Regions from separate parts of the Mus musculus genome. Here all the other regions are linked to region 1. The links are chromatin contacts, called in public HiChIP or PLAC-seq and promoter capture Hi-C maps. All regions are on one chromosome and are shown on one strand. Each heading gives the region's core, a stretch centred on a gene start, on an enhancer-like site or on the middle of the called end of the contact. The rest is flanking DNA. Distances are from core to core; before and after follow the strand shown.

The links. Promoter capture Hi-C pulls out the DNA fragments that hold promoters and counts their contacts. HiChIP or PLAC-seq counts read pairs in DNA pulled down with a chosen protein or histone mark.
Region 2: a contact with region 1 is called in a promoter capture Hi-C map of pre-B cells, with 7 times the contacts expected there. The contact joins the promoter of Selplg here to the promoter of 4833439F03Rik in region 1. A contact is called at or near these places in 4 of 39 promoter capture datasets (the C10 cell line, hippocampal neurons and pre-B cells), 1 of 15 datasets of contacts at CTCF or cohesin (pro-B cells) and 2 of 115 datasets of contacts at active chromatin or transcription factors (both in the 230-238 cell line).
Region 3: a contact with region 1 is called in a promoter capture Hi-C map of the C10 cell line, with 7 times the contacts expected there. The contact joins the promoter of Tmem119 here to the promoter of 4833439F03Rik in region 1. A contact is called at or near these places in 2 of 39 promoter capture datasets (both in the C10 cell line).
Region 4: an H3K4me3 HiChIP or PLAC-seq map of embryonic stem cells shows a contact between it and region 1, with 3 times the contacts expected there. The contact joins the promoter of Ficd here to the promoter of 4833439F03Rik in region 1. A contact is called at or near these places in 4 of 115 datasets of contacts at active chromatin or transcription factors (VIP interneurons, embryonic forebrain, embryonic stem cells and 1 more).
Region 5: a contact with region 1 is called in an H3K4me3 HiChIP or PLAC-seq map of forebrain, with 3 times the contacts expected there. The contact joins the promoter of 1700034G24Rik here to the promoter of 4833439F03Rik in region 1.

The regions. Positions count from the first base shown.
Region 1 is chr5:113,135,574-113,139,919 of GRCm38.p6, forward strand. It overlaps 4833439F03Rik (RIKEN cDNA 4833439F03 gene), which reads left to right and starts at 2,239. Exons shown (of 3, transcript NR_166693.1): 1 at 2,239-2,404; 2 at 2,767-3,197; 3 at 3,779-4,346. All of the region lies in intron 6 of 2900026A02Rik (RIKEN cDNA 2900026A02 gene), which reads right to left.
Region 2 is chr5:113,828,308-113,832,653 of GRCm38.p6, forward strand. It overlaps Selplg (selectin, platelet (p-selectin) ligand), which reads right to left and starts at 2,194. Exons shown (of 2, transcript NM_009151.3): 1 at 2,042-2,194.
Region 3 is chr5:113,798,011-113,802,356 of GRCm38.p6, forward strand. It overlaps Tmem119 (transmembrane protein 119), which reads right to left and starts at 2,386. Exons shown (of 2, transcript NM_146162.3): 1 at 2,290-2,386. It overlaps Gm42004 (a long non-coding RNA gene), which reads left to right and starts at 2,556. Exons shown (of 5, transcript XR_878692.2): 1 at 2,556-2,641.
Region 4 is chr5:113,733,315-113,737,660 of GRCm38.p6, forward strand. It overlaps Ficd (FIC domain containing), which reads left to right and starts at 2,468. Exons shown (of 3, transcript NM_001010825.3): 1 at 2,468-2,735; 2 at 3,507-3,858. The coding sequence starts at 3,558.
Region 5 is chr5:112,587,604-112,591,949 of GRCm38.p6, forward strand. It overlaps 1700034G24Rik (RIKEN cDNA 1700034G24 gene), which reads right to left and starts at 2,393. Exons shown (of 5, transcript NR_045397.1): 1 at 2,271-2,393.

The DNA.
Region 1 (4,346 bases), core at 989-3,488:
CCTCCCACCCAGGTCTCTAGGCCTCTAACACACCCAGCCTTTCTCTGCACCGTGACCCTTCCTGCCTCCCGGGTCCTGGACTAAGCACCGTTTTATTTTCCTTCTTTCTTATCTGGGACAGCTAGAGGCCGCCGTCAGCCAATGACTTCAAGGCTGGCTTGAGATCTTTCCAGCCAGGCTGCCACAAATCCTCCTCTAGACACAGCCCGGGGCCCCTTTCTGGATGAGGGGTAAGATTGCCTACAGCCCCACGCCCCTGCCTGCCTTAGGAAGCTCCCACCCATAAGACAAACATTTAAGTTCAGAGTGAAAGGGGGTGTGTGCGGACTCCCCACTTCGTTGGGAACCTCTGAAGGCACGGTTTGGGAGAGAGGGCTTGGCTGCCACGCACAGGGGCCATACAGAACCCAGGTATTACACACACCACTTGGGGGTGCTCCTTGTCTGCCAATCATTCCATTCCACAGAGGGGAAAGTGAAGGCACAGAAAGGACAGAGGCCGCTGATCCACTCAAAGTAACACTCCTGGGAAGAGGCAGGCTGCTATCCAATCTCACCCAGGTGGATTTGCAGCAAGACGCAAGTCCCCCACCACACACAGTAGGATATCTTAGCACCTGACAGACTTACAAGTATTTACTTACTATGTGCCAGCATGGTGCTGACAGCATCTCAGAACAAGCACATGGTGCCCTCACTGGACAGAGGAGGAAACTGAGACTTAAGAATGGATTGAGCCAATGCCAGCTCTGCCCACCCCAGAGAGAGGCCAAGCAGGAGTGGGAAGACCTGGAAATCCACACTACTTCTGGGTGTATTTATGTTCACCCACTCGCCACCTGGGTGGCTGGCCTGTCACTGCGAGCACACTCCACATGCACAGAGGCACAGAGACTTAGGGCAGCATCCAAAGTCACACAGCCCAAGAAGAGCTAGGGCAGAGGTCAGGGAACAGAGCTAGTGTTCCTGGAGAGGATTCTGGGGAACGGGGCAGGAGGAGACAGACAAGCTGACACAGAACGAGCTCTTCCTTCGCGGAGAATGGGCGAGCACTCAAGACCCAAAGGAGTGCAGACTCCCACACAAGGAGTCACCCCTGATCAGCCTCACAGCATGGCTTCTGGCCTGGGTGAGCCCCTGCCTAGTGGCTCAGTGGCTGTGTGCGCCCTGCTGAGTCCCCTGGTCTCTGCGGACAGCTGCATTCCCCTGCCCAACACTGTCTCATAACCACACTGGCTCTGGGGACAAAAAGGGATAACTGAACCCATGTCTGGCCTCGAACGCCCCTGAAAACTGGGACAACTCAGCCCAGGGCAGAGGCCAGCTATCTGAAGACATTGGGCACTGCAACTAAGCTTCGTTCTGGTTGGTGACGTTAGTGTCCCCGAAGTCATTAGAGGTCCCAGAAACCATCTGCCAAGAGTTGGGCAGGGAAGTGTTCTTCCTGCTTCTCTCTCCCAGCCAGACTTCCCGCACCTTGCTGCGCATGCCCACGAGGTCACCGTTCTGTCTCCAGACCCGCCTCATATCACTCCAGATTACACTCACTGGCTATGATTACCCTGGTCTCACAGCATAGAACCCAATAGCTGGGCCTGGGCGCTCCACAATGGCCGGGCTCTTCACACAAGTCCAAGCTCCCAGGCTGGCAGGACCTGCCATCACCTTCCACCCAGTCCCCTACAGCTCCTCCCCTCGGAAGTCACTCAGTGTCTCACTTTTGAACAGTGGCAACCAGGCAACCGCCTTAAATCAGCACACAGGCAATGAGACCACTTGGTCACCCTGGGAGGGCAAGAGGAGATAGAGCAGGTGTCAAGTAAGCTTCCCTAAAAATAGAGATGCCGGCATGCCGTGGGGACAGCAGTGCCCCCCCAACCCCCACACAGCCCTGCTCACAGACAAGGAGCCCGGAGTCCGTTCCCCACCAGCTTCAAGCAGTGGGTGCTGCACCTGCAGAGCAGCCAACCCAGCCTACATCCCCCTCAGTATCCCAAGGCCATCATCACTGATAGGAAAAGTCCTCCCCTGAGGCTTCTACGAGTTGGCCCCCTCTCAGGAGTCCGAGGGAAGGGACCTTCCCAGGGTTGCCCTGCTATTTTAAACCACACACATCTATCCCCAAGCTTACAAGATCAGGGGCCTCAGAGTCTGGCTGTCTCTTCCGGAGGGATGAGAACCTCTGTTGGCTGCGTGCGGAGAAGCGGCGGAAGGACTCTCGGCTCCGAGAGGCCAGGTGTCTGAAGGAGGAGGTGCGCTTGAACGGGGTGCGAGCGGCGGACTCCCCGCTCCGCTCGGTGCCCACCGTGGCCGTCACCAAGTGCAGAGCCTCCTGGAAGGACCGCCTCACCGTGCCAACCCACTGAGTCATGTGTGTCTGGGCCACTGAAAGCTTGTCGCCCAGGTACTCCATAGGGCCAGCCTGGAGGAGGGGGCAGGCGGAGGCAGTTAGGAGGCCGACACTGCCAGGGTCCTGGTCCTTCTGTCGGTGACCGTCCTTGGGGAGAAGTTCTGGGCTCCGATGGGAAGCCCGGCAGAGAACATCAGCGCAAGTAAAGTAAACATCGCCCGACAGGCATCCGTGCGGGTCACGAAACAGGGACGGGACGGGTCAGCAGGGGGTCACCAGCAGGAGCCTAGAGTCAACCAACCAGGTCGTCCAGTTCTAGTCCCTGGGGCCAACCCTGATGAAGTCAAGGGGCAGGTGGCTGTGAAGAACTGGGCGAGGGGGCTGGCACCCCCAACTCACTTCCTCCGTCCATGCAGGGAGAACTCCCATGCACACCTGGGAGCCACCGCCCACCGCCGCCGGCCAGCTCTCTCTCCAGGCTCTTCTCGTCTGAACTAGGCAGATCTCCAGTCCTCAGGCTGGAGACTCCAAACCCGAAGCCGACTGAACCTGCCGCCCAGCAGGCAGCGCGCTCACTTCCGGAGAGGCAGCCACCCAGCCCGGGTCCCCTGGCCCGGCAGCCCGGAATGACATCAGCCCCCTGTCTTGGCGAGGGGTGCACAGCCCAGGAATGCAGGAGGGGCCTCGGGAGGTGGCCGCCCAGGGAGCTGGCGTCAGCCCCAGTTTTTTTTTTTTTGTTTTGTTTTTTTTTCTCCCCCTAAGTCTCAACTCGCTCGCTCGCTGTCCCTCGGGGACTTCATGTGCCAGACTGCTTACCCACCCCAGGCAGCACCGTGCAGGAACGCGGGTGAGTGCGCGCGTGTGGGGGCATGTACGTGGGAGGCGGCTGCCCCGGGGAGGTGGAGGGGCCGCTGCCGCACGAGCCTCCAGGGCTTCAGGTGAAGTCTGAGGACCTGTGGCTGGCTGTCAGTCTGTCTCCCTCTCCCGGCAGCGGCAGCGCCCTTCGGCTTCCATCTCCTTGCGGAGCTAAGCAGCTAAGCCTCCCCCACCAAGCTCCTTCCCCCTCTTATCCGCTCAGCAGTCCCTGCTGCCTCTCCTCGAGGATGGAGGACGCAGGTGACCTGCCCTGAGCTTCCCTCAAGGGTGGGTCTGGGGCTGAGGTGCCTGCATTTTGGTACAAGCAGGGTTGCCATGGCAACTTGGGGGCACAGCATCTGCCCCCTTTCCTAGGCTGGGCACAAGGAGCCATAAGGATGATTCATATGAACGAGTATCACATGAGCTCACTGTGCTTAACCCTTAAGGGCTGGAGCTTGTGGGGGCTGATAAGAGAGAAGAGGGTACACACTGGACAGGGAGGGGCATCAGCACAGTGGGACTCTGGACCTTCCAGCCAGGCTCTATTCCCCATCTCTGTTCCTTCCACAGGTGAAGAGGTGGATTCACATGTCGAAGGTCACACAGCAAGAGCACGACCAAGGTGCTCTTGGAAATGGCCCCCTCCCCATGGTTGCAAGCACGTCTGACCCCCCCCCACACCTCGCCCACTGGCAGGCCTTAAAAAAATATTGACTTTTCAAAATGCCAGGCCAAATCCAAGGTTGAAATCCACATCTGCCCAACCACCTGGTATGATCGATGCACCGCCCCCTCACCTCTCTGTCCTGAGTCAATATTTGCTCTCTAGACACCAGACTTGCCAAAGTAAGTATCTTGAAGGCCCACCCTGTGACAGACAGTGTGTGCAGGCTACCTACAGCCTCCTCTTCCTCCTCCTCATTCCAACCCCCCAACTCCCCACCCCCGGTGGTCCAGGCATCTCCGGTAAGAGTGAGCACCTCCTCTGGCCCAGCTCATGGCCCTGTGCTGTGGAGGGTCAGAGGGATGCAACACAGCTGCTGACTGATGCCACCTGAGCCTGATAAATGCTCAAAGGATCCCATTTGCTAAAAAGGGAGACTGAGGCCCAGAGAGCTGAGGCTGTGTGTGGTGGCCT
Region 2 (4,346 bases), core at 944-3,443, 690 kb after region 1:
CTACTGGCCAAGCTAGTGAGGAAGGAACCTCCCCACAGGGTGTGGTACCAACGGAGGCACCCAGAAGAGCCACCTCTCTAGCCCTTGGACACCAAGAGGCCAGGCCCCTCGCAGATGGAAATGAGTTATGGGAAAAGGAGACCAGCAGAAGCCCTGAGAAGTCCGGACAATAGGAGCTGATCTCCAGCTAGAGGGGCAAAGGGCTTAGAGTGGGGGTGGGGGGGGGGTATGCTCAGAGGCAGAGCACTTGCAGAGCTTGCGAGCTGAGCTTGCGACAGAGCCTGGGCTCAAACCCCAACCTCACTCAGCAAAGACAACACAAATCTGCAGGCGTGGGGGGATGGGACCTGCTTGGGTCTCCATTAGCTCCCAAGTTCAAGCTCTCCAGGATGGACTAGGGGTGTGGCCAGTGGGCTGTGTGCTCTCCTGGCGTGCATGAAGCTCTGGCCTAGATTTCCTGCATCAGTGAACCAGGTGTGGCAGAGGCACAGGCCTACATGGAGGCACAGAATTAAGGTCATCCTTGGCTACACGGTATGTTTGGGGCCAACCTTGGCTACGTGCGATTTTCTCAAAAACACTGAGCCCGGAAGAGATGGCTCAGCAGTTCAGAGCATTCAGAGGACCAGGATCTCCAGCACTCATGGAGGCTCACATCCATCTGTACCTCATAAGGCACTGCGCACATGTGATGCTCAGACATGAATGCTCTCTTTCTCTTTCTTTCTCTCTCTCTTTTTTTTTCTTCGAGACATGCTCTCAAAACACACACATAAAACTTTTAAAAATAATAAGACTAAGCCAGGCAGTGGTGGCACAGGCCTTTAATCCTAGCACTTGGGAGGCAGAGGTAGGTGGATTTCTGAGTTTGAGGCTAGCCTGGTCTACATAGTGAGTTCCAGGACAGCCAGGGCTACACAGAAATCCCGTCTCGAAAAAAATTAATAATAATAATAAAATAATAGCAATGATAATGATAATACCAACTTAAAAAAACAATTTCCTATGAACAAGTACTGTTTTCTCAATCTGATTTAATTAAGAAAAAAAAAAAGGCAGGGCTGGTGAGATGACTCAGCGGTTAAGATTGCCGACTGCTCTTCCAAAGGTCCTGAGTTCAAATCCCAGCAACCACATGGTGGCTCACAACCATCTGTAACAAAATCTGATGTGCTCTTCTGGAGTGTCTGAAGACAGCTACAGTGTACTTACATATAATAAATAAATAAATAAATAAATAAATAAATAAATAAGAAAAAAGGGATTAAAGTGGAGGCTGGATGGCTCTGAGGGTCAAAGTGCTTGCTGGGGAAGCCTGCTGACCTGAGTTCAGTTCCCAGAACCCACTGTGGGAGAGAACTGACTCCCCCAAGTTATTCTCTGACCTCCACACATACTGCATAACACTCATGTGCCTGCTCATGCGCACAAGTGCCCATGCCATATGCTCATATGCAAATAATAGTTAATAAATAATAATAAATGAAAATAAAAATTTAGATCCAAGAAGGCTGGTATGGTGGTGCATATAACCTATATAACCCTATATAACCCTAGCATGAGGCCAAGGCAAGAGGCTAGCCTGGGCTACATAGAGTTCCAGGCTAGCCTATGAACAAATGGAGACCATATCTGATTTGAGAGAGAGGGAGGGAGGGAGGGAGGGAGGGAAGAGGAGGAGAGAGAGAGAGTATCCCAAAGAATGTTTCATGCCTTAACAACCTTGAGACAAACTCCACGACTCGTCCAGACTCAGTCTCAGCTCTGGCCTTGAGCTTCCCACAGTTGAGAGGAAGGGTGGGATAGTTTCAGGGCAGAGGACCCGGGCTTCTCTGAGCCTCCACACAGAGACTGCAAGGCCAGCCTGGTAAACAGGCAGTAGCTGAGCATTTTCAGCTAAGGATGGAGAAGCCCAAGTCTCCTGGGAGACCTCGGCCCAGAACGTCAGCACCACTCACAAGGGCCCAGGCACCTTGCAAAGGCGGGCTCCTTGTCCCTTGGGCCCCCAGCCACTCCCCATGGTTTTTCGAATCAGACTTACCGTGCCCAACAGAGCATGGGGCAGCTGCCTCAGGGCCCAGAAGCAAACGACTCTGCCTCAGTGACAGGGCCCCAGTCCACACTGCCAGACACTTGTGGTCCCAATCTGCCCGCCAACCCCCAACGGCAGGGTGTGGAAGAAGGAAGCGAGAATGAGGTTACTCAGGCTGGTCACGTGACGCGCCCACACCCCCTTGTTTGTGACAGCTTTGGTGACAAGTCTGATTAAAGCTGGGTGGGCAGTGTGATGGCGGTTTGTTGGGACTGATAACAATCTTGAAAGTTCAAGGAAGGTATGGGGGGTGCTTACTGTGAGGGGACCTCTACATGAGACCTCAGAGAAGAGTCACAGCCTTGTTCTATGGGCAACTGGAGAGAGGCAACCAGAGAGAACCCCTGCCATGGAGGCAAAGGCCAGACAGAAGGGAGGGAGGGTCTCAATGGAGATGGAGAATGGGAGGCAGAGGGGCAGGAACTGCAAATCACCCACCTTTTTGGAGCTTATGCATAGAGTGTTTTTTGTGTGTGTGCATGCTGGTGTGTGCACACGTGTGTGCTTGTGTGCACATGTGTGTATGTATGTGTGTATGTGCATGCATTTGTACATGTGTATGCTCATGTGTGTATGTGCATGCATTTGTACATGTGCATGCTCATGTGTGCATGTGTGTATACATGTGTATATGCACATTTGTGTACGTGTGTGCATGCATGTACACGTGTGTTTGTACATGTGCTTGTGTGTGAGTCACATGCATTCTTGTGCATACTCCCCAACCTCTCCACGTCTCCACAGCTCAGCTTGGCCTCAGGATCCTCCTTTCTCTGGGGCTACGAGGCTTTTCCTCTCACAGGGTTCTACATAACTGGGTGTAGTGGCTCTCACTTTTAATCTTAGTGGTGGGGATGCCAAAGCAGGAAGAGTACTGTGGGTCTGAGGCTAGCCTGGGCTAAAGTTACTCGCCAGGCAGTGGTGGCTCGAACCTTTAATCCCAGCACTTGGGAGGCAGAGGCAGGCAGATTTCTAAGTTTGAGGCCAGCCTGATCTCAGAGTGAGTTCCAGGACAGCCAAGGCTACACAGAGAAACCCTGTCTCAAAAAACCAAAAAACCAAACCAAACCAAACCAACAAAAAAGTAAGACCCTGTCTTAACTGCTCCATGAAAAATCCAACAGTCAAGGACTCGCCAGACAGGGAGGGTCATTCCCCAATGGATTTCTCCCTTATCTGTTCCTTTGCCCAACAGATTTCCTTTGCCTGTATCTCAGGTTGATCAGCAGCCTTGGTCTCATACAATCCCCCTTGTCCATGGGATGGTGAGGCCAGCCAGTAAACAGGCTGGTAGACCATGACCACATACCCTCCAGTAAAAGCGACACTCCAGGGTGAGCTACGGGGTCAGGCAGGAGATGAGGTGAGATAGATGAGGTAAAGACTGGAGGTCAAGCATGCACAGTGTGGATCTGGAAGTGGACAAAGGGATTAGCCTCCAGGGTCTGCCCTGCAGTTTTGCAAAGCCAGGCTCAGGACTCTTGTAGAGAGAAGGCCATACCCTGCCTTGCATGAAAGTTGTTTAAAAACAAAAGCCAGAGGGTGAGGTAGTGTGTGCCTGTCGTCCCAGAACTTGAAAGGCTGAGGCCAGTCTGGGTTATACAGTGCCAGGCCAACCAGGGTCACATAGCTGCCTCAAAATACAAACCAAGGCTGATGAGAGGGCTCAGCCTATAAAGGTGCTTGCGGCCAAAGCCTGATAACCTGAGTTCAAGTCCTGGAATCTGGAGCTGAGTCTTTAAGACGTTTTCTGTCTTTTGTTTTCTGTCTCTCTCTGCCTCTCTGTTTCTCTCTCTCTCTCTCTTTCTCTCTCTCTCACACATGCATATATGTGTGCACAGATAAACACAAAACATAAATACACAAAATAAAACTGTTTAAAATCAAGCAAGCAAGCAAACAAACAAAACAAACCCAACCAACCAGATAAACAGACAGACAGACAGACAGACACAAGGCTCCACTCAGCCACATCAGGACCTTTCAGCCGCCTTAAGAAGCCAACACCGGGGCCCATGGCTGAGCCCACCTGAACAGACAGATCCGCTGCAGCATCAGGGCTCAGATCCGGGCTGTAGTGTGAGCATCCTGGGAGGGAATTGCAAGTGTTCTTTGTCTGGCATGCTGGCAGGCGCTCTTCCACCCAGCTCCACCCCAGCCTGCTTATGTGGTAGAGGGCAGCGGCCCTTCAGCCCTGTCAGGGTCCATCAGGCAGGGAGACTTGCTTCCTAGAGGTTGCTACATTGTGGCCTGG
Region 3 (4,346 bases), core at 1,136-3,635, 660 kb after region 1:
GCGAGAGCGAGGGGAGCCTCGTGTGCACTAAGCAAGCGCTCTGTTGCTGAGTCCCGGGCCCCTGCACAGTGATGGGTCCTGATCCCACGGGATTCAGTCCCACAGTGGACACACCCTCATGTTCAAAATGGACAGTGACGTGTTCAAGGACGGACAGGTGATCAGTGACTGGGCTGGGATTTGAATCCTCTCTCAGGTGTGGGCACCCACGTGCTATGACGGTGTGCATGTATGTGCGTGCACATGGAAGCCAGAGGCTAATTTGGGGTACTATCCCCCACCCCCGCCCAGGAGATCTCTCCCTAGGAGTGGAGAATCACAAGTATCTAGGCTGTTCCCTATCCCTGACCTTTCAAGGCTGAGATCTGGGGCACACATGACTAACTATGCCCGGACGATGGGCCTGAACTGGAGTTCGAATTTTTTTTCTTGGCAAGAATTTAACTGACCTAGCATGCTCCCCTTTTTGGGGTGGTGCTGGGAACTGGACTGAGAGCTTTGTGCGTGCTGAACTACACCACAGCCCTGGGTCATCACCCGGGAGACAGAGGCAGGGTTGCACATTCGAAAATCATCCTGAGCTACATATTATGATGTCGTCTAAAAATATGGTTGTGGCTAGTGAGGGCTGTTGCTCCAGAGGGACAGGCCACCGTGACCACAATGCCACAGCACCGGAGAAGTCCTCAGATGCATCAGTTGAAAAGCCACTGGTCTGGCTAGATCTCCCTGGTTCCATCCTGTCTAAATCTGCCAGCTGTCTCCTCTCAATCTCACTTTGCCCATCTGCAAATGGGCAGTGGCAGGATGACTCCACGCTGATACTCAAAGAGCTGTCGGGACTGTGCGAGAGAACATTCTAGAAGTGCCAGCACAGGGTCGGTCCCACAGGAAAGCTAGAACTCAGGAATGGAATGCTGCAGGAGAAGCCAGATTTTTCCCCTCTGCGGATCCACGGCTGTCCTCACTTGTCGTCGTCCCCCCCACCCCCACCCCGCTCCGCATCCCCAGCAAAAGAGCAGAATACACGTGCACACACGTGTGCATGAACACGCACGTGTAGACCGCAATGGGGATCCAAGAAAGCATTGACCTCTCTGTGGCACTTGCAATCAGCCAAAGGGGTGCAGAAGAAGAAGCAGAAACCATTCCTGTCTCTGAAGAACAAGACCCCCTACTCTCAGAACTTCACCCCCCCCCCCAGTCTCTCCTTGCTCCCAGAGAAAGGTAGCAGGTGACTAAACAAGAGGACTCAGGTCTGCATGGAGATGGTCATGGGACCCTTAAATTCTCCAAGCCTCAGTTTCCCCTCTGGGGAACAGAAGAACTGACCTGAACAGGTCTGAAATGATTGCTGATGTGCCAGACGTCCTTTGCCTGCCTGCTCCTATACAAGCACTCAGGATTCGCACCAGAGGGAACTCAGTCAGACTGTAAACAGCCTGCCCAACAGAGAGAGCCCCTGATGGAGAGGTGGCTCAGAACAGCTCGACTATACCCTCCCAAAGGGTTGGGCATGTCAACCCTTTGAGCTCCAGTTTCCACATCTGCGCAATGGGGACAGGTCACAGCAGTGCCTAGCATGTAATAAATGTTAGCAAGTGGATGCACTTGTCCAGTATGCTCTCCCTGCTAGACCCTCTGTCTTAAGAGCTTCTGTTTTAAATTGAGATGTCCATGAATATGCAGATGAGGCGAATCCACCCCGAAGGAAGGACTGGGTACCCAAGGACCTGAGACAGCTAACCCAGAGCCTCTGTTCTACCAGCCCTCACTCAGAAACGGATGGCCAGTGATGGAGAGGCAGGCCACAGAAACCTGGCTTCAATTAGGAGACTGGGGGGGGGGGGGCTGTGGCTGAAACATTGTATGCCTAGCCTATTCCCTCAGGGCCTGCCTGCAAGGACAGGGTCCTGGTCCCTCAAGAAGAGGCTTGGAAGGAGCCTGAGGTCTCAGAGTCTACACATAAGCTCACACACACACACACACACACACACACACACACACAAGTATTCCAAGTGGTGCATCAGACATCCCAAACACAGCCTACCGCAACACACGGGACAATACAAGTTTACACCAGCAGCACACTGGCCCTGGAAACGTCGCCCTGGCACCCTCTCTACATCCCAACTACACGCGTGCCGCCTTCATCCATGCTCACACATCTAATCACATATCTAATCACATGGGTGCTCACGGCCTCAAACACACACACAGATTGCACGCACACTTAGGGATTCTGCGGAGTTCTCCAAGAGTCCCCAGCAGCAGGAGGCAGAGACTTACCAGCTCTGGGTGAAGGACCGGGTGCAGCTGCCAGGTAGGCAAGCCAGGCCCGCTAGACGGTCTGACTGTCTGCCTGCCGTCTGCCGCCAGCTGCTCTGGCTGGTGCCTGCCCGCCTCGGCCTCCAGGCCCTCCCCTTTCCTCCTCCCTGCTGGGCTGGAGGGCCAGCTTGATTTCATTAAGAGGGCTTGGGGTGGGGACAGTGTGGGGCGGGACTATGCCGGGCCACCCACAGTCCCACCCTCTTCACACTCCAAGCTTGCTTCTTCTTGACCTCAGGTCCCCTGGGCAGGCTCAGACAGACTGACAGACAGAGGGGCTTCCAGGAGAACGTTCCCAGAACTCTGAGCTGAGGTCCGTCCCATCCCCCACACTCCCTGAAGGATGAGGTCAGGAAGATCTGGGGCCCCTGGAAGTGGGAAGGAAAAAATCTCCGTGGCGTGGCCCAATCCAGCTGTGACTCAGGATTTCCAAGCTTAGGGTGCAGAGTGGGAGTGGGGGTGTCTCAGGGAAACCTGGGGATGCTGAGATCAGGCACTGCCCGGGCCCTTCCTCCCCTGGCCTCAGTTTCTCCATTCTTAGGGGGTCAGGGTACTCCCTGAGGTACTGACATCCTGAACTCTGAGACCTCACTAAGCCCTAGTAGGGCAGTTTGAGCAGAAGCTATGAGCCCATTCCACAGAAGTGGAGAGGGGGTGGGGAGTTCAAATACCCTGAAGCACCATAGGTAACTGATCCATGGGACCTGGCACTCACTCATTCATTCATCCACTCACTCATTCATCCAGTCATTCACTCACTCATTCATTCATTCACTCACTCATCCACTCATTCATTCATTCACTCATCCACTCACTCATCTACTCACTCATTCATCCACTCACTCATTCACTCACTCATTCATTCATTCACTCACTCATCCTCTCATTCATTCACTCACTCATTCATTCATTCACTCACTCGTCCTCTTATTTATTCACTCACTCACTCATCCACTCATTCATTCATTCACTCACTCATCCACTCACTCATTCATTCACTCACTCATCCACTCACTCACTCATCCACTCATTCATTCATTTACTCATCCACTCACTCATCTACTCACTCACTCATCCACTCATTCATTCACTCACTCATTCACTCATTCATTCATTCACTCACTCATCCTCTCATTCATTCACTCACTCATTCATTCATTCACTCACTCATCCTCTCATTCATTCACTCACTCACTCATCCACTCACTCGTCCTCTCATTCATTCACTCACTCATTCACTCACTCACTCATTCATTCATTCACTCACTCATCCACTCACTCATTAATTCACTCACTCATCCACTCACTCACTCATCCACTCATTCATTCATTCACTCACTCATTCACTTGTTTGTTTCAGTAAATGGCTGACACACCCTGACACTGAAGATCAGACAGAGCTGAGCAGGACCCAGCCAGTCAAGACACAGACACAGACCTGCCTCTAGGAACTCACAGGCTTCTAGAGCTGTGTGCGCCAAGACTCATCACGGGGTGTGAGGTGCCCTTCCACAAACCAGAGAGGGTTCCATGTCAGGAGAGGACCACAGGGGAGCCAGGCAGGGAGGCTAATACACCCTGGAATCTTCTGGGAGTTTCCTACTCGCCTCGGTGACACCCTCGCCTCACCCTCCCTCCTTGTCCAGCAGCAGTGCAAAAGGCTAGGGCAGTCAGCTCAGTGTCCTCTGGCCTCTTCCCTTCCCTGGGTGAAGGCTCGCCAGGGTGACCAAGGACAATCATGTCCTCAGCTAAGGTCTCTGTCCCCACTAGCAATACACAGAAGCCTTCATAACACAATCGCAGAGTAGAACAAAGGTTGGGGTACTGAGAGCCTAGGCCCCAGATCAGGGATCTACACACCTCTGTCTTCTGCCCCAAGGAGGGGAAGGTCCTACCTTGTTGCTAGTTGGGGCTGCTTCCAGCGCTTACGAATGTTCAAGTCCCTCCTGCAACTCTACATAGGGTCTGTGCAGACCCTTGCCTGTTCCCACCCCACCCTACATCCTTTACCTTGCCCC
Region 4 (4,346 bases), core at 1,218-3,717, 600 kb after region 1:
GTTTCTAGATCTTGGGGTGGCAATCTTGAGGCATAGTGGCCATGAAAAGCTTAGGCTCTGGGGCTGGAGAGATGGCTCAGCGGTTAAGAGCACTGACCGATCTTCCAGAGGTCCTGACTTCAATTCCAGCGACCACATGATGGCTCACAACCATCTGTAATGAGATCTGATGCCTTCTTCTGGGTGTGTCTGAAGACAGCAACAGTGTACTCATATACATAAGATAAATAAATGAATCTTAAAAAAGAGGGCCAGGCATGGTGGCGCACGCCTTTAATCCCAGCACTCGGGAGGCAGAGGCAAGCAGATTTCTGAATTCGAGGCCAACCTGGTCTACAAAGTGAGTTCCAGGACAGCCAGGGCTGTACAGAGAAACCCTGTCTCCAAAAGCCAAAAAAAGAAAAAAGAAAAGGAAAGAAAGAAAGGAAGGAAGGAAGGAAGGAAGGAAGGAAGAAAGAAAGAAAGAAAGAAAGAAAGAAAGAAAGAAAGAAAGAAAGAAAGAAAGAAAAAAAAAAAAAAAAAAAAAAAAGCTTGGGCCCAGGCAAGGCCTTTAATCCCAGGAGACTGAGGCAAGGAGATCTCTGAGTTCAAAGTCAGCCTGGGCCAAAGCAAGTCCCAGATCCAGGCGTGGCGGTACACACCTTTAATCTGGGCCACACCTTTGCTGGAGACCTACATAAGGACATTGGAAGAAGGAAGATTCGCTCTTCTTCCCCTGCGTGCACTTACTTGCTGGCACATCTGTTGGAACCTACTTCTACAGAAGACCAGCTGAAAACACCCAGCCTCGTGCAACTGAGCAACTACCGGATCCTTGGACTTCCCACTCACAGCTGACTATTGTTGGAGAGTTGGGCTACAGACTGTAAGTCATCATAACAAATTCCCTTACTATATAGAGACTACCGAAAAGTTCTGTGACTCTAGAGAACCCTGACTAACATACTACATTATAAAATTATATTTAAACATAGTTTCCTCATGCTGTGGTGACCCCCAACTATAAAATTATTTCATTACTACTTCATAGCCATACGCTTGCTACTGTGATGAATCGTAATGTAATGTAAATAGCTAATATGAGAGCCCTGTGGGGTCATGGCCCACAGGTTGAGAATCACCGCACTAGCGTTATCTGGAGGGAAAGGAACTTCAATTGAGAACAATGTTTCCATAAGATCCAACTGTAGGGCATTTTCTTAATTAATGATTGATGGGGGAAGGCCCCGCCCATTGTGGGTGGAGCCATCCCTGGGCTGGTCAGGGGGTTCTATAAGAAAGCAGGCTGAAACCGGATTTGGTGGTATATGCCTCTAATCCCAGCACTCAGAAGGCAGAGGCAGAGGCGGGAGGTTGGGGCTAGCCTGGCCTATACAGTGAGTCCCAGACCAATTTAAGCTACCTGCAGGTGACAGATCAGTAAAGTAGATTGACACCACCAAGTCAGTCTGCTAGTGGCAGAGCTGGGATGCGAACCCAGGGCTGTGTGGCTCCATGAAAAGAGTCCCAAATCCAGAACCTGAGGGCTAAGGCAGGTAGGAGCCAAACTTGGTGACCTGCGTTCAATCCACAAACCCATATGGTAGAAGGAGAAAGCCCAGGTTTGCAAACTGATCTCTGTGCACGTGCGCGCACACGAACTTTTTTTTTTTTTTTTAATTAAGAGATGTGAGCTGTTGTCCCATTCTGCCGTTGAGAAAACTGATCCAAGATCACAAGAGACTGAGGGCAAAAATCTGAATCTGTGGGCCGTCTGACTCCAGAGTGTGCCCAGTAACCTCTCAAAGCAGGCCCTGGGAGCTTCCGGTTCAATATTTGTGGGTTGAGATGGGAGCCCTGCCCTCTGCACCAAAGAAAACTTAATTTGGTAAACAAAAAGCCATAGCCAGCCGCTCCAGAGAATGCAAACTAAAAAAGGTCAGGAGGGCATGTTGGCTCAAAATGACCCGGGTTGAATACTAAGCCAGCTCGGGCTACACAGTAAGTCCCGACCAACCTGGGCTACACCGTGAATTAATTCCTAGCCAGGCCTGGTCTACACGGTGCGAAGCCATCTCAAAAACAAAAGTAGATTAGAGAGGACAAGAAAGGGGGTAAAGAAAAGGGACAAACGGTGAAACCGGGACTAAGAAGTGGGAAACGTTTGGTGATGTGGCTACTGCCATTGCACACCAGAGAAACTGAAGCACACAGAGCCTAGGTGGAGGCCCAGGAAGGTAGCAGATGCTGGGACGGGAAAACAGGACGCAAATGCTCGCCCTAGCCGGTGGCCTCGACCCCGCCCCATGCACACAAGCGACAGCCAATGGAAGCGGCACACGGCGCGCCTTTCCCGGGGGGATGCTCTAGCTAGCTCTAGAACCCGGAAGCGCGGCGGATGGACAAGTCGAGACAGCCAATCCGCCGCGGCAAGGGCGGCCGTCCGTCCAATGGCGAGGCGACGGGAGCGGGGCGAGGTGGTGGGGGCGGGGCCTGCGACCGCGGCTGCGGGGAACGGCCGCGCGGGTTTGGATGCTGGAGGCGGGCACGAGCCCTGGGCCGGTTCGTAGCGGGAGCTCGCGGCAGCCTCATTCCACCCCCCACCCCACCCCCCGCTTCGGGAGTAAGCCGAAGTCTGCTGGGCTCGAGCCGCTGCACAGGCCGCGCGAAGTGATGACGTGGCGGGTCAGGCCCCGGAGCTCCGGCGCCGCCTGTCAGAACGGCGTCATCCCTCATCTGTAAACCGGGAGCTACAGGTAGCTTGCTCGCTCTTCGCAAGGGGGCTGACAGCGTGCAAGGCTGGCCGGCAGCGCAGTGTCCGGCACACCATAGTTGCCCAATAAATGCTTATTGTTGGCAAGATGGCATTTGCATACCTGATCCCTCGCTCCCCCCCCCCATCCCCCGCCAGCCCCCAAGCTTGTGTTCGCCCTCGCTGAGGTAGGGCATCATCACCCACTGTTGTTGGCCAGGCCTTGGGTTTCCCTGTCTATGATGGACAAGCCAGGGAAGGAAGGGCAGAAGGGACACAACATTGGTCACCGAGGCTGTCGGTATTCATATGGTAACATCAGGACACCAGACATTTGTCCTTATCGAAGATTGTGGTGTGTGTCCAGGGGCGTATGCAGGAGTTACAGCCCAAACACTAGGTGTCCTGTGGCAATAGTCGCTTGTGGTGGACTAGTGGACTAAGAGGGGGGCTGAAAAGTCCCCGACTTCACTTTTCTGAGTTCTGATTGCATCTCCTCTGGGGAGGGCGGTGTGGAAACATCACCTCCTGGGGTTGTAGGCTGAGATTATGAAAGTTAATATATATAAATGCATTAGAGTCCTATCACTCTACCCCGGAGGAGCTATGGGTTAGGATGAATCTTCCCAGGCTGGCCCTGCACCATGAGACCCCTCCCCCATTTCCGTGGTCCCTAATGAATTAGAAAGTGTGACGATTCTGTGTCTGGTCTCTCCATCTGGGAACGGGTCCACTCCCACTGCCTCATTCTTTTACAATGCTTGGTTCCTTGCAGGGTCCAGCTTTTCCTCTGTGTCGAGTGCTCTGGGCCCAGCCCTCAGTCCAGATGATACTCATGCCAATGGCGTCGGTGGTGGCAGTGGCCGAACCCAAATGGGTCTCCGTCTGGGGCCGTTTCCTGTGGATGGCGCTGCTGAGCATGGCTCTGGGGTCGCTGCTGGCTCTGCTGCTGCCGCTGGGAGTTGTGGAAGAGCATTGCCTGGCTGTGCTCAGAGGTTTCCACCTGCTCAGGAGCAAACTGGACAGGGCACAGCCTGTGGTCCCCAAGTGCACCAGCCTATGCACAGAGCTCAGTGTCTCCTCCAGGGATGCAGGGCTGCTGACAGTCAAGACTACGGCGTCTCCAGGTGAGTGTGCTGGCCAACTTGGTTGGCCTTGTCAGTTTGTGTGTGTGTAAGCATGAGGGCGTCCCAGTGAATGAGACAGTCCGGAACTCCAGTCTGATGAGTGACTGAGAACGGGTGTCCCAGCATTTGGAGGGAGACACACAAAGGGTGGGCCCTGAGCTGCACCTCAGATCTACATGGGGGTGGTTCAAGGAAGAGCACCTGAGAACAGTGCTCCCTCTGGCCAGAAACCACTGGGGATGGGACTGGAGAGCGGTCCAGGAACTCAGGGAAGCTGAGTGTGGGTGGGTGCTCACCCTCGAAGCACAGAGCTCAGTGCAAAGCATGCCCCGTGTGCACAGTGAGTGTTACAGCAGCCTACCTGGATGCCAGCGGCACACTGTCCCCAGGGGTGACAACCACACATCACCACAATGGAATCACATCATTAGAAGCAGGGGCATAGCTCTGATAGCACCTGTCTGGTATGCATGCACAAGGGCCCAGGG
Region 5 (4,346 bases), core at 1,143-3,642, 550 kb before region 1:
TGCCTGTCTGTCTGTCTGTCTGCCTGTCTGCCTGTCTGTCTGTGTGTGCTCAGGAATATGTTCATGTGTGTGGGTACCTATGGAGGCTAAGGAGAGCTGAAGGTGTTGTGCCTGGGCACTGTTCATTCTTTTTTTGTTGTTGTTGTTTTTTGTTTTTTTGTTTTCCGAGACGGGGTTTCTCTGTGTAGCCCTGGCTGTCCTGGAACTCACTCTGTAGACCAGGCTGGCCTTGAACTCAGAAATCTGCTTGCCTTTGCCTTCCAAGTGCTGGGATTAAAGGCATGTGCCACCAGTGCCGGCCACTGTTCACTCTTATTTTGAAACAAGGTCTCTCACAAGTCTGGAACTTGCCAACTAGGCTAGGCTTGATCCATCTCTCCAGCCCCAAATAAAACTCTTCAGCCACAGAGCTAGTGAGCCACAGTGAGGCCATGGCCATGAGGCTCTTGGGATTCACAGTGACACCACCATGCCGCCGTGTACTGCCAATCACCAGTGGAGCATCCTGTTTCCCTTTGAACCAACCACCTCTCCTTACGCACTTCTTTGACAGTTTCAAAGCATTTCAAAACAGTTATCCAGAGGGAGGCTGGCACAGCCTGGCCCACGCAGGGTCCAGGAAGGAACGACCGGCCCTGTTGCCTGTGACAATATACCTTCCCACCTCGCTGTCCCTGACAGGGGACAGCTGCTAATGAGTTCCATTGGCTAGAGCTTGTTCTAATTGAACTAGACGTATCTAACTTTACTGTGGCCTTCTGATTAACAGAGGAACAGAATCAATAAGCATACCGAAAAATTTGGGCGTGTTATATGGCTAATTCAAATTTTATGTTATAATCGTGCTTTAATGTGGCTTCTAATTAGGATAATTAAGCTGCCTGTGACTGTGCTCACTGGGACAGAAGCTGCTGCTCTGCCAGGATGACTTGCTGAAGGCTTTTTATCAGATTTCGGATGCTTTTTTTTTTTTTTTTTTTTGTTATTTGGTTGGGATGTTTTGAGGGTGGGAGCCGTAGAGTGTGGATGAAAGTTCCAGAACTCTGGGTCTTCCCAGAGAAGCCTCGGGTCTGATGTCAGAGCTGACCAAGAGGGCCTCTCTGTGCCCTTGAGCCCCTGGCAGATGTTTAGTGAGCACCACGTGCTAGGTGCTGTGATGGGAACTGGGAGCAGGAGTTAGCCAGCAGATATGGGAAACTTGTCTATGGGAAACTCCAGGCATGGTGAGGAACAAGTGCCTGACACAGGGGTGTCTCAGTGGGACCTGGGTGGGTGTCCAAGTCAGAGGAGGCACACGGTGGGAGCTGGGTGTCTCTGGCCAAGGTGACATCATTGGTCTATGTTGGAGATGAAAGGAGGCAGATGTTTTGGATTCCGCAGAGGGACCGAGTGGCCTGGAGCTGAGCCTGACAGAGCTCTGACCGTGGAGGTCACAGAAGATAATCACGATGCTCAACACCTCCAGGCTAGGCTTCAAGTTGCTGTAACTCATCTCTCCCTCTCCCTCCTTCCCTTCCTCCCTTCCTCTTCCTCCCTCCTTCCCCTCCCTTCCATCCTCCCTTCTCCCCTTTTTCCTTCCCTCTACTCCCTTCTTCTCTTTCTCCCTCCCTTCTATCCCTCCCTACTCTTGCTTCCTCCCTCCCTTCTTCCCTCCCTCCTCTCCCTCCATCATTCCCTCCTCCCCTTCCTCCCTTCCTCCCTTCCTCCCCTCTCTCCTTCCCTTCCCTCCCTTCTCCCCCCCTTCCAAATACCAAATGGTGAACTACGTGCTCACTGTGCAGATCACAAGTATCCCACCATGGACTGCCCTGGTGTTTCTGTCACTGACATTTTCAAAACACATACTGGTACTCATGTCCCTGGGTACTCGTGCCCCTTGGAGCTCTGTCTGCCTGTGGGGTGTCACCACTCCCACAGGGCCTTATGATCTTGGTGTACAGTGTTGCAGCTCCCTGGCTCTGTGTGTTAACATTCAGTCACAAATTCATTCCACAGTCAACTTCTCTTGGGGTCCTGGGCAGGCGACCTTTAAGCAAGGACTGGGATGCAGGGGTGAAATGGAGAAGTGAGCCTGAGAAGAGGGAGCAGCCATAGAGCATTCCTCTTATAGTGGCTGGGGCCCCACACTCCTGAGCTACACAAGTAGAGCCCTGAAATACAGTAGCCTCAAGATCATCCCCAGTAGATGAGAGATCTGGGCATCTGCATGTGTAGTACCGGCTCCTCTCAGTTCCTAATCCCTAACTGCTGGGCGTCATGAACTAACTTACCAGACATCTAGAGAACCCTCAGACATCAGGGCTTAAGGTGTGGACAGCTGGATGTCACCCACGGAGGACACAGGGCAGGTGTGAGCTGCAGTGTTCACCTACACAGCTGCCTTCCATGTGTCTGTGCACACAGCACCTGAAGCCCTCCTTGTGGCCTGCACCTTCCCAGGGAGTGGTCACTTTCACCTCTGTGACCTCACCTTGCCCTCTATCACTCACCTGTAACCCTGCATTTTTGTTCGTTCATCACACTCATGTTGGGCTGTGTGACATGAAGGCGTGAAGGCTTCAAGCCCTTTTGTCAGTTTCTTGCAAAAGCAGGCTGGCTCTCCAGGAACAGGAAGCAAGCTGGACAGATTGCATCTCCTACACTGGAGACTAAGACAGGGCCATGCAGCTCCTGAGGGCTGAGTGACCACAGGGCAGGATGCCCATGGCTGCCCTGGCTTTTACCTAAGGTTGTGGGTAGTTTATGTAGCAGCTACACAGGCAGCCGGCGTGGGTGGGGGTGGGGGTGGGGGTGGGGAGATGGTACCAGCTATGTCCTTCCCTCCTGGAGGGAATGTCCTGGGAGACATATCGACCCTGTAGATCCTGGGGTTAGCTCTGATGGTGAGCTGGTGCTTTTTATTGGGATGCTAGCTGAAGCAGAGGAGCTCTTGGGCACACATGGCTGTAGCTTACTCTCTGTCTTTTATGGGTGGGGAAACTGAGGCTCAAAGAAGAGTCCCAAGTGGGAGACCAGGATCTGAGACCTCTCCTTGGGAAGAACAGCCTCTCTGTGTTGGAATAGGTAAGATGACCAAAGAGATCCCAGGACTCGGGCACTGCAGGGCGCTGTTGTTATCGATGGCTATGAATAGGTAATGAACTCTGTGACCCGAGATCACCCAGTAATTACAGGTGAGGTTCAAAGTGTAAATAGAATCCTCATTAATAAGAAGCAAAGTTCTCTGCTTCACAAATGACCAGAAGAGGCATCGGCCTAGAACATCGTTTTAGAGTTTTATTTATTTATTCATTTAAATCTCAGGAAAATAAACATGTCAAAGTCTTTATAAATAGATAGACGAAGAGAAATCAAAGACAGACCTGCTTCTCCAAACATATATGTGTACATGAGCATCGTTACACACACACACACACACACACACAGTAATGTGTATGTACAGCTGTCATGGTGTTCATGAGCACACAGTAATATATATACACAGCTATCACGGTATGCATGAGCACACACAAGCACAAACACAGAGTAATGTGTATATATCCAGCTGTCATGGTGTGCATGAGCATTGTTTTACACACACGCACACATACACACACACAGAAGAGTAATATATATGTGCACAGCTATCATAGTATGCATGAGCATACACTTGTACACACCCATCCTTGCATGGTCATCTGTAGTAGTGAGAACCAAAGAACAGAAGGTGAGGCTAGACGAGCCACGCTGATCAGATACAGGCACGTTACAAGCTCTGCCTGTCTGTCATTGCAGAGGTGTGAAAATCTAAAGCTCCACAGCGGGGGTGGAGGGGGGCTTAAAAAGAGCAAGAAAGAATGAGAAACGAGTTCTATGTAATCATGTGTTTTTCTTTTGCAAACTACTCCCCCCCCCCCCCAGCACACACAAATATGAAGAAAATACATCGAAAAGGCTGGAAGTGCTACTGAGTGTCTCAGGTTTTACTTCTGTGAACAGACAACATGACCAAGGCAACTCTTATAAAGGCAGCATTTAATTAGGGCTGGCTTACAGGTTCAGAGGTTCAGTCCAGTATCATCAAGGTGGGAGCGTGGCAGCATCCAGGCAGGCATGGTGCAGGAGGACCTGAGAGTTCTACATCTTTATCTGAAAGCTGCTAGCAGAAGACTGGCTTCTAGGCAGTTAGGGTGTAGAGGGTCTTAAACCCACGCCCACAGTGACACACCTACTCCAACAGGGCCACATCTACTCCAACAAAGCCACACCTATTCTAACAGGGCCATACCTTTTCCAACAGGGCCACACCTCCTCCAACAAGGCCACATCTACTTCAACAAGGCCACACCTACTCCAACAAAGCCATA